Linked DNA regions of Sus scrofa: region 2 is linked to region 1. Evidence: chromatin contacts called from public HiChIP or PLAC-seq data. All regions are on one chromosome and are shown on one strand. The core of a region is the stretch at or near the end of the contact, and the rest is flanking DNA. Distances in the headings are between cores, read along the strand shown. Region 1 holds the start of RNF135 (E3 ubiquitin-protein ligase RNF135). Region 2 holds the start of ATAD5 (ATPase family AAA domain-containing protein 5).

The links. HiChIP or PLAC-seq counts read pairs in DNA pulled down with a chosen protein or histone mark.
Region 2: an H3K27ac HiChIP or PLAC-seq map of alveolar macrophages shows a contact between it and region 1. The contact joins the promoter of ATAD5 here to the promoter of RNF135 in region 1. A contact is called at or near these places in 1 of 5 promoter capture datasets (liver), 4 of 47 Hi-C or Micro-C datasets (embryonic fibroblasts, heart right ventricle, liver and 1 more) and 2 of 2 datasets of contacts at active chromatin or transcription factors (alveolar macrophages and skeletal muscle).

What each region holds. Positions count from the first base shown.
Region 1 is chr12:42,805,959-42,811,179 of Sscrofa11.1, forward strand. RNF135 (E3 ubiquitin-protein ligase RNF135) reads right to left here and starts at 2,979. Exons shown (of 5, transcript XM_003131735.4): 1 at 2,574-2,979. The coding sequence starts at 2,918.
Region 2 is chr12:42,917,441-42,922,661 of Sscrofa11.1, forward strand. ATAD5 (ATPase family AAA domain-containing protein 5) reads right to left here and starts at 2,998. Exons shown (of 23, transcript XM_021067456.1): 1 at 2,542-2,998; 2 at 1-433. The coding sequence starts at 2,589.

The sequences.
Region 1 (5,221 bases), core at 1,729-4,228:
TATATTTATAATCAAAAAGAAAAGAACAGTTTTATTCATAACTAAAAAATAAATAAAACAGAAGCAACCAACGTGTCTATCAAAAGGTGAATGAATAAGCTATGGTAAATCTATGCAATGGAATATTTTACAGCAATAAAAAGAAATGAGCGATCAAGCCCCAAACCTTAATTGTGATTAGTGAAAGAAGCCAACCTGCAAAAACTAGATCCTTTATGATTCCAATGATGACAGTCCGGAAAAGGCAAAACTAAAGAGATATCATAAAAAATCAGTGAACGCCAGGGGTTGGGGTGGAGGATACACAGAGCATAGGGGATTTTCAAGGCAGTACAACTGTGTGATACTATAATTGTAGATATATGACTCCATGCACTGAGTCAAACCCCATAGGCCTGTTCAATGAATGTACCAAACTAATGCAAAATATTAATAATAAGGGAAAATGTCAGGAGTATGAGGGGACTTTCTGCTCAATTTTCTGAAAATCTAGAACTGCCTCTTTTTTTTTTTTTTTTTTTTTTTTTTGCTTTTTAAGGCCATGGCATATGGAAGTTCCCAGGCTAGGAGTCAAACGGGAGCTACAGCTGCCAGCCTGCTCCACAGCCACAGCAACTTTCAGGGATCTGAACCACATCTACAACCAACACTACAGCTCATGCCAATGCTGGATCCTTAACCCACTGAGCAAGACCAGGGATTGAACATGCATCTTCTTGGATACTAGTCAGATTTGTTCCCACTGCGACACAACAGGAAATCCCTAGAACTGCTTTAAAAAATAAAGTCTAGGTGTTCCCGTCATGGCACAGCAGAAACGAATCTGACTAGGAACCACGAGGTTGTGGGTTCGATCCCTGGCCTTGCTCAGGGGGTTAAGGATCTGGCGTTGCCATGAGCTGTGGTGTAGGTCAAAGACTCGGCTCAGATCTGGCATTACTGTGGCTCTGGCGTAGGCTGGTGGCTACAGCTCCAATTCGACCCCTAGTCTGGGAACCTCCATATGCCGTGGGAGCGGCCCAAGAGATAGCAAAAAAAAAAAAAAGACAAATAAATAAATAAAATAACATCTATTAATTTTTGAAAAAGAGGAGTGGGCAGCTCTAAGCTCTTTTACCCTGACTCCCCACTAATCCCCACTCCTCCACCCCCCTACACACACACACACACACACACACACACACACTGCAAAACAAGCAGAAACTGTCAGAACCAACTCTGTTGGAACTCTGGAAAACACTTAACCAACAAAGAGCAATCTGGTAGGAGGAACGCTTTGCAGTGTTTTGACACGCCTTTGCCGTGCTCTGTCCCTAGTTCAATGAAAGTTCTCAGTGAAATCCCAGTCCTGGTTCTCAGAGCGGGAGAGTCTACTTTTATTTTATTCACACATCATTGTGTAGGTTTGTCCTAACCTGGCTGGGGACTACCTGAAGCAAGGACACAGGGTGCTCACCTTTGTTTTACTTAACTTGGAGCTGGGACAGAAAGGGGGCGGGCATTCCTCAAGTGCTGCAAGCTGAGCTAAACTTGGAGGTGTCTGGGACAAAAGACTTGACTGAAACAGACAACAGACCTAAGCCCTAGAAGCAAACAGGCCAGGAGCAAGCAGACCTTAGTCCCAGGAGCAAAAGTTAGGGAAAATTGGAATCCTCCCACTTTGATAATGGGAATGCCAATTGCTGTTGTTGCCTGGGATGCAGTTTGGCTGTTCGCCAATAAGTTAAACATAGAATTACCATACGACCTAGCAATTCCATTCCTACCCAAAAGAACTGAAAATAGGAACTGGGATACTTGTGCACCAATGTTCACTGCCACATCACCAACAATAACCTGAAGGTAAAAACAATCCGAATGTCCACTGATGCAGAGTGGATTTTTTAAAATGTGGTATAATTATACAAGGGAATTATTCTTCAGCCACAAAAAGGAACGAAGTTCAGATCTATGCTACGACGTAAATGAATCTTGAAAACATAACCGCACGTGAAAGAAGCCAAAGCCAGAAACAAAGGGACAAATACGGCACGATTCCACTTGTACCAAATACCTAGAGTAGGCAAATTCATAGACACAGATTGTAGATTAGAGGTTACCAGGGCCTGAAGGGAAAGAGAGTGAGAAGTTATTGCTTTATGGGGGCAGAGTTTCTGTTTGTGGTGATGTAAGTTTTGGAACTAGAAAGTGGTGGTAGTTGCAGAGTATTGTAAATATACTGCCACTGAACTGCACATTTTAAAATGGCTAAACGGCAAATTTTATGCTATGTGACATAAACATATTTTACCACAATAAAAAATTATCAGAGAGAGGGATAGGCTACAGAAAGAGGAAATAAGTGGAAATACGCCAGGGTGTATAGCACGTAGTTGATAGGATCTCAGATGCTGAATTTTTTTTCTCCTTCATATTTTTCTGAGCTTTCCAAAGAACGATTTCTACGTTTAGACTGAGAAAAGCAATGTGAGAGCAGAAAGGACCAGGAAGAGAGGAAGTGCGCAGGGAGAACCAGGAAGCAGGCGGCGCGGGCGGCCAGAAGGCAGAGGGCAGCAGCGGGTCCCCCTCCCTACCCGCAGCTGCGCGGTGTGGCACCGGGGCCCGGGCGCAGGGCGCGGGGCCGGGCCGGGCACTGGGGCCCTGTCCTTCAGCTCGTGTGCCGCCCGGCTGTATTTGTCCGCCAAGTCCTGCAGCATCGTGTTCTTCCGCAGCTGCAGCGGCTGCGCGCCGCCCTCGCGGCAGGTGGGGCAGGACCGGCGGCGCCCCGCCTCCCACAGGCCCACCAGACAGTCACGGCAGAAGCTGTGGCCGCAGGGCAGCGTGGTCGGCCAGGCCAGCAGCTCGTGACAGATAATGCAGCCCAGGTCGTCCTCGGCCAGCCACACGGGTATGGCCGGGCCGGCGTCCGGGCCCGCCATGGTCCCCAGGCCCCTTGTCCCCCGCGCCGGCGCGCGGAAGTCCGGGCCACGTAGGGGACCGCCAGCCGGTGGCTGCGTCTCCTCCGGCTCCTCCCTCGCTCCCCCTCTCCCCTCCTCCTTTGCAGCAGCTGGGATCCTCTCTTGCTTTCTTTCTCTGGTCCTGTTGCAAGCCTAGAGCTTCCAACGCGCAGCCCTCAGAGCAACCTCTGGCTTTAGGAAACCCGCTCTCTCCAAGCCGCTAGAAACGCGCTAAGGTCCTAAAGATTGTCTTTGCTAGAGTTTCCCCCCCGCCCCCCCATGAAATGCAACCCCGACAACTCTTGGGAGAAGAAAAAGGAGAGGATTCGCTTCAAGACGCTTTTCTGATAATTCGCCCACTAGGTGTCATCCAGCCACTCTAACAAATAGGATTAGAGACTACGAGGTGCCCAGAGCTGGAGCACAAACCTCCAAATGATTCTCACGCGCAGCCAAAGTTGAGTGACCCCTAGACATTGAAAATCGCTATTACAATACAGAATTGTGTTACTGTCTCCTTACTGCTCTCTGCTGGCTGAAAGCACATTATCCATACTGGCTTCAGGACAAAAATACTAGAATCTGGTTTATTGAGGTAGTGCACCTGGTCCTCCTTGGGCTTGCTGTCTTCCTCCTCTTCCTCCAATCCTAAGTGCATGTCCCCAAGAGACAAAGGAACTTACACGCTTACATAGAAATAACCGAAGGGCAGAGACTAGGCCTGTTTCTCCTTGGTCTGTTGAAATAAACTAAAAATGACACATTTTACTCTACCCCATATTGCCTGGTCTCAAAGTAGGTACCAGATGATACATATCTGTGTCTATTTTCAATTCTGGAAGTGACAGGAAGTCGCCCTTAGCACTGATAATCAAATTTTCCAGCTCTTCTCCCCACCCCACCCCCCTTTTCTTTTTAAGGTTGCACCTGCGGCATATGGAGGTTCCCAGGCTAGGGGTCCAATCGGAGCTGTAGCCACCGGCCTACGCCAGAGCCACAGCAATGCAGGATCTGCACTGCGTCTGCAACCTACACCACAGCTCACAGCCACGCCAGATCCTTAACCCACTGAGCAAGGCCAGGGATCGAACCCGCAAGCTCATGGTTCCTAGTCAGATTCGTTAACCACTGCGCCACCAAGGGAACTCCTTTTCTTTCTCTTTCTAACTTGGTAGGATTACACTTCTTTGACACTCTTTTGTTGTGTTTTTGTTTTTGTTGTCTTTTTAAGGGCCGCACCCATGGCATATGGAGGTTCCCAGGCTAGGAGTCAATAGCTTGCCAGCCTACGCCACAGCCATACTAGATCCTTAGCCCGCTGAGGACCAGGGATCGAACCTGTGTCTTCATGGATGCTAGTCGGATTTGTTTCCACTAAGCCTCGATGAGAATTCCATCTTTGACACTCTTGAAACACACAAAAGGAATACCCTAAACTTCCCATCTGCTTAAAAAGCTAGTAAGTCATTGCATCTCTTCCTGCTAGCTGTCCTAACTATGGAGATGAAGCTGTAATCTGGTGGCCCTGCCAGCCCACACTAGGACCTGCAGTAAAGGACAGAAATAAACCTGAGATATTGTTAAGGTTACTGAGATTTAGTGGGTGCTTGTTGCTGCAGCATAACCTAGCCTATCCTGACTGACTGATTACCTGGATTTTGTTCTAGAAACTCTTCATCTGCAGTAAACTCATAGCTTCTCTGTGCCTGTGTTTTCTGAAAAATAAACAATCATCCATTTTAACAAATAAAATTTCCTTTGATATAAGCCTCTTTCTAGCCACCCCTCCTTCTCTTCTCCATTACACATGCACATTTTTTGAAAGAGTGGGTTAATCAGTGGTCTTCAAACTACCCCCATTTTTAATGCCAAACTTTCTCACCAACAAAAATATGCATTAAATGAAGTCACAAATTATGATCTCAATGCCTTGATTTTTAAAAGGCTTCACTGGCACTGTTAAAAGAATGAAAAGCTAGGAGTTCCCGTTGTGGCTCAGTGGTTAACGAATCCGACTAGGAACCATGAGGTTACAGGTTCGATCCTGGCCTTGCTCAGTGGGTTAAGGATCCGGCATTGCCTTGAGCTGTGGTGTAGGTTGCCGACATGGCTTGGATCTCGCGTTGCTGTGGCTCTGGCATAGGCTGGCAGCTTAGAGCTCTGATTAAACCCCTAGCCTGGGAACCTCCATATGCCATGGGAGCGGCCCAAGAAATGGCAAAAAGACAAAAAGACAAAAAAAAAAAAAAAAAAAAAAAAAAAAAAAGGAGTTCCCGTCGTGTCGC
Region 2 (5,221 bases), core at 1,748-4,247, 110 kb after region 1:
CCTTTACATGTTTCTTATAGAGTAAAGCAGAACTACGACTTTCCACAAAATCGTTATTTAAACTGGCGTCTTCTTTGCTATCATTGCTATTAATTTCAACTGGAGATTCATTTTCAGGTTTCATACTATTTAGTTGAGGAGATAAATTAAGCCTCTTTCCTCTCTTCTTACACTCTGTATTTGAGGACATTTCCAAAGGTGTTTTACAGGCTTTGCCACGGTCAGCAGGCAATGGTGTGGATGACTTTATCTTGTACTTTTTTGCTGTCTGGGTCTTCTCATTTGTGGGTGAAGTCTTTCTAAAATAATCCAGAATGTTACTGGATTTTGGTGGAGAGAAAACCCTGTCTCCAGTTTTCCTGACTGGTGATAAATATTTTGTAATTGTTTTACAAGAAGTTCTGTCATCATCTTTCCTTCGCTTCTTGCATGCCTATCAATTTAAAAGAAGGAAAAAGCACTTATTTCAAGCAAAATACTACAAAACATAAATTTTATTTTATTCTATTGTATTTTTTTCTTTTTTAGGCACCCCGTGGCATATGGAGTTCAAAACATAAATGTTAAACATGGATCTATTATTTTATGTAATGGGACAAAAAAAGGAAGCTTCCCTTAGTTGATATACATGATATACTAGGGGGAAAAAGAGCTTTAGGAGTTCCCATTGTGGCTCAGTGACAATGAACCCGACTAGTATCCATGAGGATGCAGGTTCAATTCCTGGCCTTGCTCAGTGGGTTAAGGATCCAGTGTTGCTGTGAGCTGTGGTGTAGATCACAGATATGGCTCAGATCTGGCATTGCTGTGGCTGTGGTGTAGGCCAGTGACTACAGCTCTGATTCAGTCCCTAGCCTGGGAACCCCCATATCCCGTGGGTAGTCCTAAAAAGACCAAAAAAAAAAAAAAAAAAAGAAAAAGAAAGAATGTGTGACATGAATAGGCAGGCAACTTAACAGAATGGACACAAAAACTAGAAAAGGATACATGTATATTTAAGACTTTGGTATATATAAATGTAACAATAGTTACACTCAAGTTAGTGGGCAAAGAAGTTAATACATAGCATTGGGGCAAATTTCTAACCATTTGGATAAACATGAGGCAAAAGAGAGACAGATTAAAACTTTACATCTTAAAATGAAATGGTAAATGTATTAGAAGAAATGCTAATGAGTTGTTAGTATTATTATTATCCTGAGATGGTACCAGAGGCTCTGGAGTCAAGCAGATCTAAGTTTGAGTGCTGGCTCTGAAAGCTACCAGCATGGGACCCTAAGCAAATTACTTTTAATTTTCTAATTTATTTTTCTACCTTAATTCAACTTTTAATTCTTAACTTTCTCTCATCTTTAGAATACAGATAATAACACCTCAACACAGGATTGCTATTAGGTAAAATAATGTGTATAAGGCCTTTACTGTCACAATACTAAACAATATTTGGTGCCCTGAAATAGTACTCTAAGCAGGGCACCAAAAGAAGAAATTGTAACAAAAAGATTCAGAAACTGACCAAACAAAAAGCAAGAATTGCGTAATTCAAGTTATCAAAAATTCTTCACACCCAAGACAAACCCAGCAACTGCCTTGATCCAGCAAACAAGCATCTGCATAACAAATATTAACAAGAAGGCAAAAAGTACTCAATTCTATTTATTTATTTTTGCTTTTTAGGGCCGCACCTACAGCAAATGAAAGTTCCCGGGCCAGAGGTCAAACTGGAGCTGCAGCTGCCAGCCTACACCACAGCCACAGCCATGCCAGATCCTTAACCCACTGAGCAAGGCCAGGAATTGAACCTGCAACCCCATGGACACTAGACAGGTTCATTACCACTGAGCCACAACAGGAACTCCCAAAAGTACTCAATACTAAAAAGTAAGAAACAGTCCCAGTTCAGTGAGTGAACCTATGTCTTGGCTCACTTCAATGACACCAGTATGCATATGTCAGTTACAAGGCTAGCTTGGGATGAAAAGGTGTGAAAATATAGCAAAATTGTCTACTTGATGATACTCCACTACTTTATGACATTAGAATCTCTTTAGTGCATTTCACTGAAACTAGAACACATAAGAATAAACAGCATACCAAGCTGAGACTTCTTCCTGCAGTATCTTAAGTTCTAGAGCAATGAGAAAGTGATTTTTAAATTATGTACCTTGTTTGATTCCTGTAGTGACACACCAAGTGCTATTCCTAGCACAGGTGGGTGGACAAAAAGATTCTTTTCCACGCTAAAGTTCTGTGATTCCTTATCCAGACTTGACCCTGGAAGACTCCATGACATTTCACTAGTCCAAATTATCAAGTTTCAGGAACATTTCAGGATCTATAAACTGGTCCTTAACTAGGCCCCTCAACATCCTCAATCCTAATGTTTATGGGTACCTACCGCGGCTTTAGGACACACTCCAGCGACTGTTCCACCCAAAGACACAACAAAGGGGCCTCACCAGGTCCCTTCTTTCCCCTCATAGATCCTAGATCAGAACCCTCTTTCACCCACCTCCAACAAATAGAGATACTCAAGCTCACCTCAATCTCGTAATCCCTCACCGGAGGGGTGGCAGCTGCAGCCGCCATGGCCAGGACCCCACCATGCTCCCTGCTTCCCGGAATCCCAGCTCCTAGGACCTTACGCAGCCCGGTCCGACCTGTCTGGAGGCCATGGAGGCAGCCTGCTCCAACGGGAGCAAGAAGCTGGGCCGCGGGGTCTGCCTGGAACCCCCCGCGTCCACCGCCCGGGTGGTCGCAAAGGCTGGGCCGAGAGCTCAGCTGACTCGAACGCGGGAAGAGGTGGTGAGAAAGCGCGAAGAGGACCCTGTAGCGCGGTCGGTGGGGGGTACCTCCAACGAGGACACTCCAATTCCGACGTCGGGCCCAGGACCTCGGAGGGAAAACCAGGCCAAACGTAGACCCAACCCGCGGGCTTCCCAGGGAATTCTTGTCAATTGGGTTTTCGCGCCGTCCGGAGCGCAGGGGGCGGAGCTTAGATCGCTTCCGGAGGCTGCGCGGACGGTGAGCCGAGAAGGCCAAAATGGTTCTTAGGCGAAACTGCCGGAGGCGGGATTATTCATTTGGCTCTAAACGTAGCTGGGATCGTTGTTTTCCGCAACCGCTCTGGTCGCTGATGAGTAGCGGTTCGATCCCCCTGTCGGGCGCAATAGGCTAAGGATCTCGCCTGGCCGTAGCTGCAAAATACAGAGTATGTGGGGTACGTCTCAGCTGCGGCTGGGATTCCATCCCTGGCCCCGAAACGTCCATATTCCACCTGTTCGGCTGAAAAACAAGTAAAAGTAACGGAGATTTTGGAGATTCAAACTCCTCACCCCAGTTTCACGGATGAGAATGTGATTTGACTAAAGTCCGTTGGTGGCAGAATTAAAACCCTAGACTTTTGACGACCTAGACTAGTCCCATTTAAGTGTAAATTCGAAAAATACAGGAAAGGGAATAGCTGTTGATTACACTCCTTCCACACGACTTAAAATGTTACTTTGGCAAGCGACCTACCTCGCTACCTACTAGGGGTCCGAGAATTGACCTTTACCCCTAATTGAGCTCAGGAGGCATTTTTTCCCATGGATTTCGTCCTAGCAAGAAGCCAGGAGCCCAAGTTCATGGCCTCAGCTGGCTGGCGTGTGTTCCAGCTGTCGCAGGGTACCTGTAGTTTGCTAGTTTGTAGTGATGATAATCTCATACGTCATTTTCATTGTTTTCATGAATTTGCCTTACTTTGCTTTTTTACATTAAACTTGCAATATACAAGAGTATGTTTATTTTCTTTGAGTCCATAGTTTTATCTGCAGGATATGTAAGGGCTGAAACAAAACAGGTAAATGTACCTATCAAATATTAACGGGAAGCCACCTTGTTAGGTCGGGTTATGCAAACTGATTTTAACTGTTCACATTATTGTCTGTGTGTATGGTTTATGTCTGGACAACATGAAGGGTACAAATTTTTCCGATGAAATAAATGGTAGTTACTTTTCCTTTGAAAATTATTTGCCTTGGATGTGGTTTTTAGGGAGATTGCACTAAATATAAACTCTTTTGTTGTTATGGTTTGTTTTTTTAATAACCCACTGGGTATGGGAACACCAACCACTCAAGGAGGAGGGAGAGGAGAATGAGAAAAAGGAGGAGCAAGAGCAGGGAGGAGGAAAAGGAGGAAAAATCAATTAGAAAATTACAGAAAAAAATCTGAAAGTGTCCTTGATTTCCACCCCAAAACTCAGTCTCTTCACTCTAAAGGTAGCCAATATCACCTATTCCGTGGATACCACTGCAGCCTTTATTAATACTTTTACGAACGTATATGTATCCATAGAAAAGCCTTTCATTTTGTCTTCCTTTACATGAAAGTTAGCAATATAGGGGCGTTCCTGATGGTCTAATGGTTGGGATTAGGTGCTTTTACTGCTTTGGCCCTAGTTCCATCCCTGGTCTGGGAACTAAGATCCCACAGCAAGTCCCTGCACACTACTGGGGGAAAAAAAAAGAGTAACAATGTAAACATCACTTAGCAATTTACTTTTTTTCATTCTTCAGTTTTCCAAAGCTGTCAATCCATGATACATTCAGGCCTGATTCATTCCCTTTCATACCTGAGCATTTGACCCAATGATGCACGTTTTATTTTATAATGATTTTTATTTTTTCCATTATAGCTGGTTTACAGTGTTCCGTCAATTTTCTACTGTACAGCAAGGTGACCCAGTTACACATACAAGCATACATTCTTTTTTCTCACATTATCATGCTCCATAAATGACCAGACATAGTTCCCTATTCAGCAGGATCAACTATGCACATTTTATAGATCCATTTCCTTAGTAAGGACAATTGAAGTTCTATTTTCTGTTATCCATGAGTCAATGAAAATTCTTGTCTCCTTGAACACATGTAATTGCTGGATTATAGGGTATGTCTCTAGTGCTTTTTATTCTTCCAAATAACAGCATTTAAATGTGTTAGGGTCACTGGTGGTCTAGTGGTTAGGGTTTGGCGCTTTCACCCCTGCGACCTGGGTTCCATCCTTGGTCTGGGAGCTGACATCCCATATCAAGCCACTTCATGCTGTGATAAATAAAGCAAAATGTGTTAGGGGAGTTCCCATTGTGGCTCAGCAGGTTAAGAACCTGATTAGTATTCCTGGCCTCCCTCAGTGGGTTGAAGGACCAAGCGTCGCTGCAAGCTGTGGCGTAGGTCTC